2 separate regions of the Mus musculus genome follow, and region 1 is linked to region 2. A link is a contact called in public promoter capture Hi-C data. All regions are on one chromosome and are shown on one strand. Each heading gives the region's core, a stretch centred on a gene start, on an enhancer-like site or on the middle of the called end of the contact. The rest is flanking DNA. Distances are from core to core; before and after follow the strand shown.

Region 1 (2,700 bases), core at 60-2,559, 250 kb after region 2:
AGCAGATCTCCCTCCCCATCCCCCAGTGTGCTAGCAGATCTCCCTCCCCATCCCCCAGTGTGCTAGCAGATCTCGGGAGGTTGACTTGCTTGCGTGTGACTGTGTGACCTTTGACTTCTGTGGCCGGTATTTCTGCTTTTTTTCTAAGAACATTGTTTACAAGAGACCGAGCCTGACAAGCAATAACACCATCCCCAAGGACCTCTGTAATTTACTGCTCTGGATTCTCCCTGTGACCTCTCACGCAGCCCTTCACCCCGGCAGAGAGACTTCCCTAAAATTATTGCAAAAAAGACCAAGAGGGGCATCAGATAAGCATCTAGAAAGCCATGAGCTTGGTGATAATAATGCAAGTTCTAGAAACTGATCTGCCTCTCACAGGGAAGGTATTTCCTGCTCCCTGCCCCTGAGAGAAACACACAAGAAGCCCCTTTTCATGGCACAGCTTCATTTGCTATGTCTGCCAACTTGATAATTTCCACTATCATTTCCTCTTTCTCCTAGCCTATCCTTTATTTCTCTTCAGCCTTTAGTTTCTAAGCCCTCATGATGCTCCCGTCTCAGATCCATGGCACTGACATGACAGGCTCACACCGCCATGGCCCTTCCTTTTCACCTTTATTCCCCTCTCCCCCTGCCCGAGCATACATCCCTTACATCTGCCCACCCTTGTTCATTCACCTGCTTCGTCCTGCAGCCCCCACTCCATGCCCATGCCCTGGTCTTGCCACCATAGCTTCTTACCAACAGATGTCCTGACGTTGTCTTTGGCGGACTCGTGTGTCATCCTGTGGCCTGTCTTCTTTCTCTGTTCCCCAGGTGGGCATCAACTACCAGCCACCTACTGTCGTGCCAGGAGGGGACCTGGCCAAAGTCCAGCGAGCCGTGTGCATGCTGAGCAACACCACAGCAATCGCAGAGGCCTGGGCCCGCCTTGACCATAAGTTTGACCTCATGTACGCCAAGCGGGCCTTTGTACATTGGTATGTTGGAGAGGGTATGGAAGAAGGAGAGTTTTCTGAGGCCAGGGAGGACCTGGCTGCTCTGGAGAAGGATTATGAAGAAGTGGGGACTGATTCGTTTGAAGAAGAGAATGAGGGGGAGGAATTTTAAATATACACTTGCCCCATGACTATGCCTCTTTCTTTGTGTTGGTTCCACTCACAGCATGCTGGGTTCCTAGTGCTGCGTTCAGACACCCAGCTGCAGATGCACATGGTCTCTCCTGTTTTCTCCTCTTAGGATGCTGGGCTCACTCTTCTGTGGGGAAAAGGAAACCACAGAAAGAGAAAGTGACAGGCAGGCCTCTCAGTCCCAGCCTACTTCCTGTCCTACATAGACGGGCCCCTGACTCCAGCACCCAGGCATTGTGACCAGACACAAGGACACTGAACATACAGGGAACTCCCTCTGGAATAGAATATTTCATTACTGAAGGATGAAAGTGAACAGGTCACGAACATGGGGTTAAGAAACTTAATTCTAGTTTAGACTGAGTTGCCCTAAGACAGAGCCTGCTGTTGGAAGAATAGGACCACACCAGCAAAAACCCAGTCTGGGAAGATGCTGCAGAGAGATGGGATGGACAGACGCTTGTGTGATGGATCCACAGCACAGCCCTGACCTCGTCTGGATCGATCACATTCGTTCATCAAGAGTTTGAGTATCTCTATCCCTTTCCCTCTCGGGTGTGTTCCAAGACCCTCACTAGATGACGACCACCAAGAGTCCTGTCCCTGTACCTATGTCTGTCTGTCTGTCTGTCTGTGTTTTTCTATACTTACACACATTATGAAGTATAATTTAGACACCAGCACAGTGAGACATTAGCAATCACCATCAACAGACTGTAAGAACTAAGACAAAATTCTGTAATAAAAGTTATGCGAAGACCTGGGGTGTACAGTTCTGTGGTGAGCAAGTGCTTAGCACCTGTGACTGGGTTCATTTTCTACCACTGTACTCAGAGGGACAGAGCAGCAGATGTGTCTGCTTCCTCCTGTTTCCTCATCGGTGGATGTCATAACTCACTCTTCTATGGGAAAAGGAAACCATAGAAAGAGAAAGTGAAATGGATGGTGTCTGAAGTCTACTCTCTGACCCAGGCACTGTTAGCATCTGTTCCAAGGGTCAGAGAGTTAGAAACATGACAATTTTCTGCTTCCTAAATACATTTAAAAAAAATAGTAAGGTCACTTTAGATGGTGTTTAGAGATGTCAGAAAGTAATGACAGTATCTCGAGTGTCACTGTGGAAGGATGGAGTCCAGGACACATGAATCCAAGGATACTGCGCATGGGGAACAGCAATATGAAAACAGAAGGGGACACGTGTGTATGTTCCGACTGCAGGAGAGGCATTTGCTAGGAGGGTGGGAAGTCAGGTAGGCGCTGGAGTTTATCTAGCCTCAGAGGAAAAACACCGTGGATGCTTAGATATCTCTTAAGTGCAGCATAAGCACTTGAAGGCTTGAGGAAGGCTTCCACGATACCTAATCTTTTATCTACACCTTCTTCCATGTCCTCAACAATCTCAAGATGGAGTTTTGGGTCATTCTGTATGGACACAAGGATGGAGAGGTGACTGCTAGTGACAGCAAGGTAGAGTTCAGATGGGTCCCAACACCAGCCCCCTCTCCACTGGTCCTGCTCTTGTGTTCCTCATGAAATAGCCCACAGGAGAAACAAGCCTGCCGTTTGC
Region 2 (2,700 bases), core at 104-2,603:
CAAAACACACAAGGATAGAGGAAAAATAAGAAAAAACTGCAGAAAGCTCGGCACTTGAATTCTGAACGCATCCATCACTGGCTTCCGGGTGCTCATTAGCCTCCCTTGTTAATGAAATGCGCTGTCAGCTGCTTAGCACTGCTCAAATCTGAAGGGAGGCCATGGAGACTTCTGCACTCATCTTAAATTCTCTGTCCCTCCACCTCAGTGTGCCCTCGGATTGTCTAGACAGGCTGGGAGGGACCGTGTCTGACGTCCCAAGAGAGGGGCTGGAGTGCAGCCTGACCTCGCCCAGGCTATGTTATTAGGATGGCTGTGCTGGACATGATTCAGGGTGATGAATACGTCCCTCTGTGATGAAGACAATGAAGGTCCATGGCTGTTAGTGCCACGCCAGCTCGTTTTATGACAGCTCAGAGGCTGTGAGAGCCAAAAGGTCAGCTCCACCCCCCCCCACCCCACCCCCTCTAGTGGCTGTAAGCATAAGCATTTGCTTTTTTTTTTTTTTTTTTAAAGATTTATTTATTATTATATGTAAGTACACTATTGCAAGAGGCCTTTCTGTTTGTTTCTGCACAGCAGCCTCCCTAACTGCAGGAAGGACAGAGACAGACCCACAGGAGCTAGTAGAAACTTTCTTCAGGCTACCTCTACCATGGGACCTTAGGGGCTAACTGGAGGGTTGCTGGGCTCTCACACCACACAAGATTCACGGTGTAAATCCAGGACCTCACGCACGCCTGCCAAGCACGGAACCACTGAGCTACATTCAGCCTCAAGGCTCACGTTAGATCTCCTGGTTTACGCAGGCGCCTGAGCCTTGCTGGGGTCCTGCCTGGTCTGTTGAGGCTGGAGGGGAGGAACCAGCACAAGGGTGGGACGGCTGCCTTGAACTACAGCATGGACATTTTGTAAGTGAGGAGGGTCCACACAGAAGCAAGTTCCAACAAAAACATCCACCTTCCTTCTTCCTAGCAAAGGGAAACAGTCTTCTAGGAGGGATGGGGACCAGGAGGCCTAGGTAGGAGAGGAAGAGGTTAAAGGCCCACCTAAGTCACATAGTGTGTTTAAGGCCAGCCTGGGCGACTGAGTGAGGCTCTATCTCACAATAGAAAGATAAAAAGAGGACTGGGAGTATGATTCAGCTCGGAGTGCCTGCCCAGCACGCGAGAGCCATGGGTACTTCCTGTGAAGGCCCCTTTCATACTTCAGGGGACTTCCTCGGTCTCACTCCCCTGGCCGCATGACCACTCAGCTGCACAGCTCCAGCTTACGGCTGAGCGTGTCTAAGGCACAGGATTTCCAGCCCCGGGCCCAGCTCTTCAGTGCTTCCTCCAGACCTCAGCATCGACTCAGAACCAGCAGCTGTCAGGGCAGCATGTGTAGGAATTTAGTTCAGACGCACAGCTCTGAGAAGACAGACCTCAAAAGGGCTCTATGTCAATTCCCACGGGTCCTCTCTGCCCTGACTTCTTTCCCTCCCCGCTCTGTTTCTCTCTCCTCCTCCTGAGCCTTCTATAGTCCAGGCTGGCCTCAAATTCGCTACGTAGCAAGAATGACCTTGAACTTCAGTGCTAGACTAATCGAGCCACATCCTCCGCTCCCTCCCCCCATGTTTGGGGTGGGGGAGGCGGACAGGAAACAGAGAATGGCTTTGACTCTGAGGTTAAGCTTCTCCCATTCAGGGGCTGCAGTCTCCTCTGCCACACCCCTGGGTCCCACTGACCCTGACAACATGTGCTGCCAAGCAGGGGGCGGGGGGGGGGGGCAAAGAAGGCACATGTGTGTCATCCAGGACCCGTGCCCCTCGCTGCCTCTGTTGGAAGAGGGGCTAAAGCCAGAGGTAAGGGAACACAGGGATTCCTGTCCAGTCATGGTCTGCTTGGAGAGCAGCCCTTCCTCTCTTGGTGCCATCCACTTTGGGGAGTCCTCTGAAACCTTAACTGTCCTATTGCAAAAGGTACACGTTCTCCAGGGGCTCACTGACCGGCTTCTTTGTTTGTTTTGTTTTCAGATTTACCTTTTTGTTTTTTTGTTTTTTTTTTTAATTTATTTCATTACCAGTGTTTTACTTAACTGTGTGTCTGACATGACCAAGGAAACCAGGCGAGGATATCAGATCCCCTGGGATAGGAGTTACATAGGGTTGTGAGCCACCATGTCGGTGCTGGAAGTATAACCCAGGTCCTCTGCAAGAACAGAGAATGCTCTTCACCACTGAGCCACTCCCCAGCCCTGATCTATCAATTTTCTTTTTTATGTGCATGAGTGTTTTGTTTATCTGTGCATCACGTGCATGCCTGGAGCCTTCAGACATCAGAAGAGGATGTCAGATCCCTTGGCACTGGAGTTACAGAAGGCTGTGAGCCACCATGTGGGTGCTGGGAATCGAACCTGGGTCCTCTGCAAGAGTAACAAGTGGTCTTAAACATTGAGCCTCTGAGTGTTCCAGCCTCTGAGTATTCTTTCGAGCTAACAGAGAGCAGGCAATAACGAACACAGTGGCTGGGCTGTGCATAGGTTACCTTCCTAAACACGGGTCCAGTTCTCCCTGGCTCTTGCCTTTGGACAATCTATCTCTCCCACACCCCCACCCCAACACACATGCGAAGACACACACACACGCACACGCACAAACACACAGACACACACACACACACACAATGTGCCACCTGGAGACTTCTTTCCCAGGAGTCAACA

Evidence for each region. Promoter capture Hi-C pulls out the DNA fragments that hold promoters and counts their contacts.
Region 1: a contact with region 2 is called in a promoter capture Hi-C map of the HPC-7 cell line. The contact joins two enhancer-like sites. A contact is called at or near these places in 6 of 39 promoter capture datasets (the C10 cell line, the HPC-7 cell line, cranial neural crest and 2 more), 4 of 115 datasets of contacts at active chromatin or transcription factors (acute myeloid leukemia, fibro-adipogenic progenitors, heart atrium and 1 more) and 2 of 9 other capture datasets (adipose tissue and embryonic stem cells).

What each region holds. Positions count from the first base shown.
Region 1 is chr6:121,224,967-121,227,666 of GRCm38.p6, forward strand. Tuba8 (tubulin, alpha 8) reads left to right here. Exons shown (of 5, transcript NM_017379.2): 5 at 820-1,132. The coding sequence ends at 1,113. Among named protein-coding and RNA genes, the nearest start is that of Tuba8, 16 kb to the left of the region's middle. Within about 2 kb of position 1,310, at least 93 of the 459 cell types and tissues checked have an H3K27ac peak or open chromatin away from gene starts, as enhancers often do. A contact at or near this core is called in the HPC-7 cell line and adipose tissue, where this site is marked.
Region 2 is chr6:120,976,943-120,979,642 of GRCm38.p6, forward strand. All of the region lies in intron 20 of Mical3 (microtubule associated monooxygenase, calponin and LIM domain containing 3), which reads right to left. All of the region lies in intron 1 of Gm43915 (predicted gene, 43915), which reads left to right. Among named protein-coding and RNA genes, the nearest start is that of Gm43915, 19 kb to the left of the region's middle. Within about 2 kb of position 1,354, at least 121 of the 459 cell types and tissues checked have an H3K27ac peak or open chromatin away from gene starts, as enhancers often do. A contact at or near this core is called in the HPC-7 cell line and adipose tissue, where this site is marked.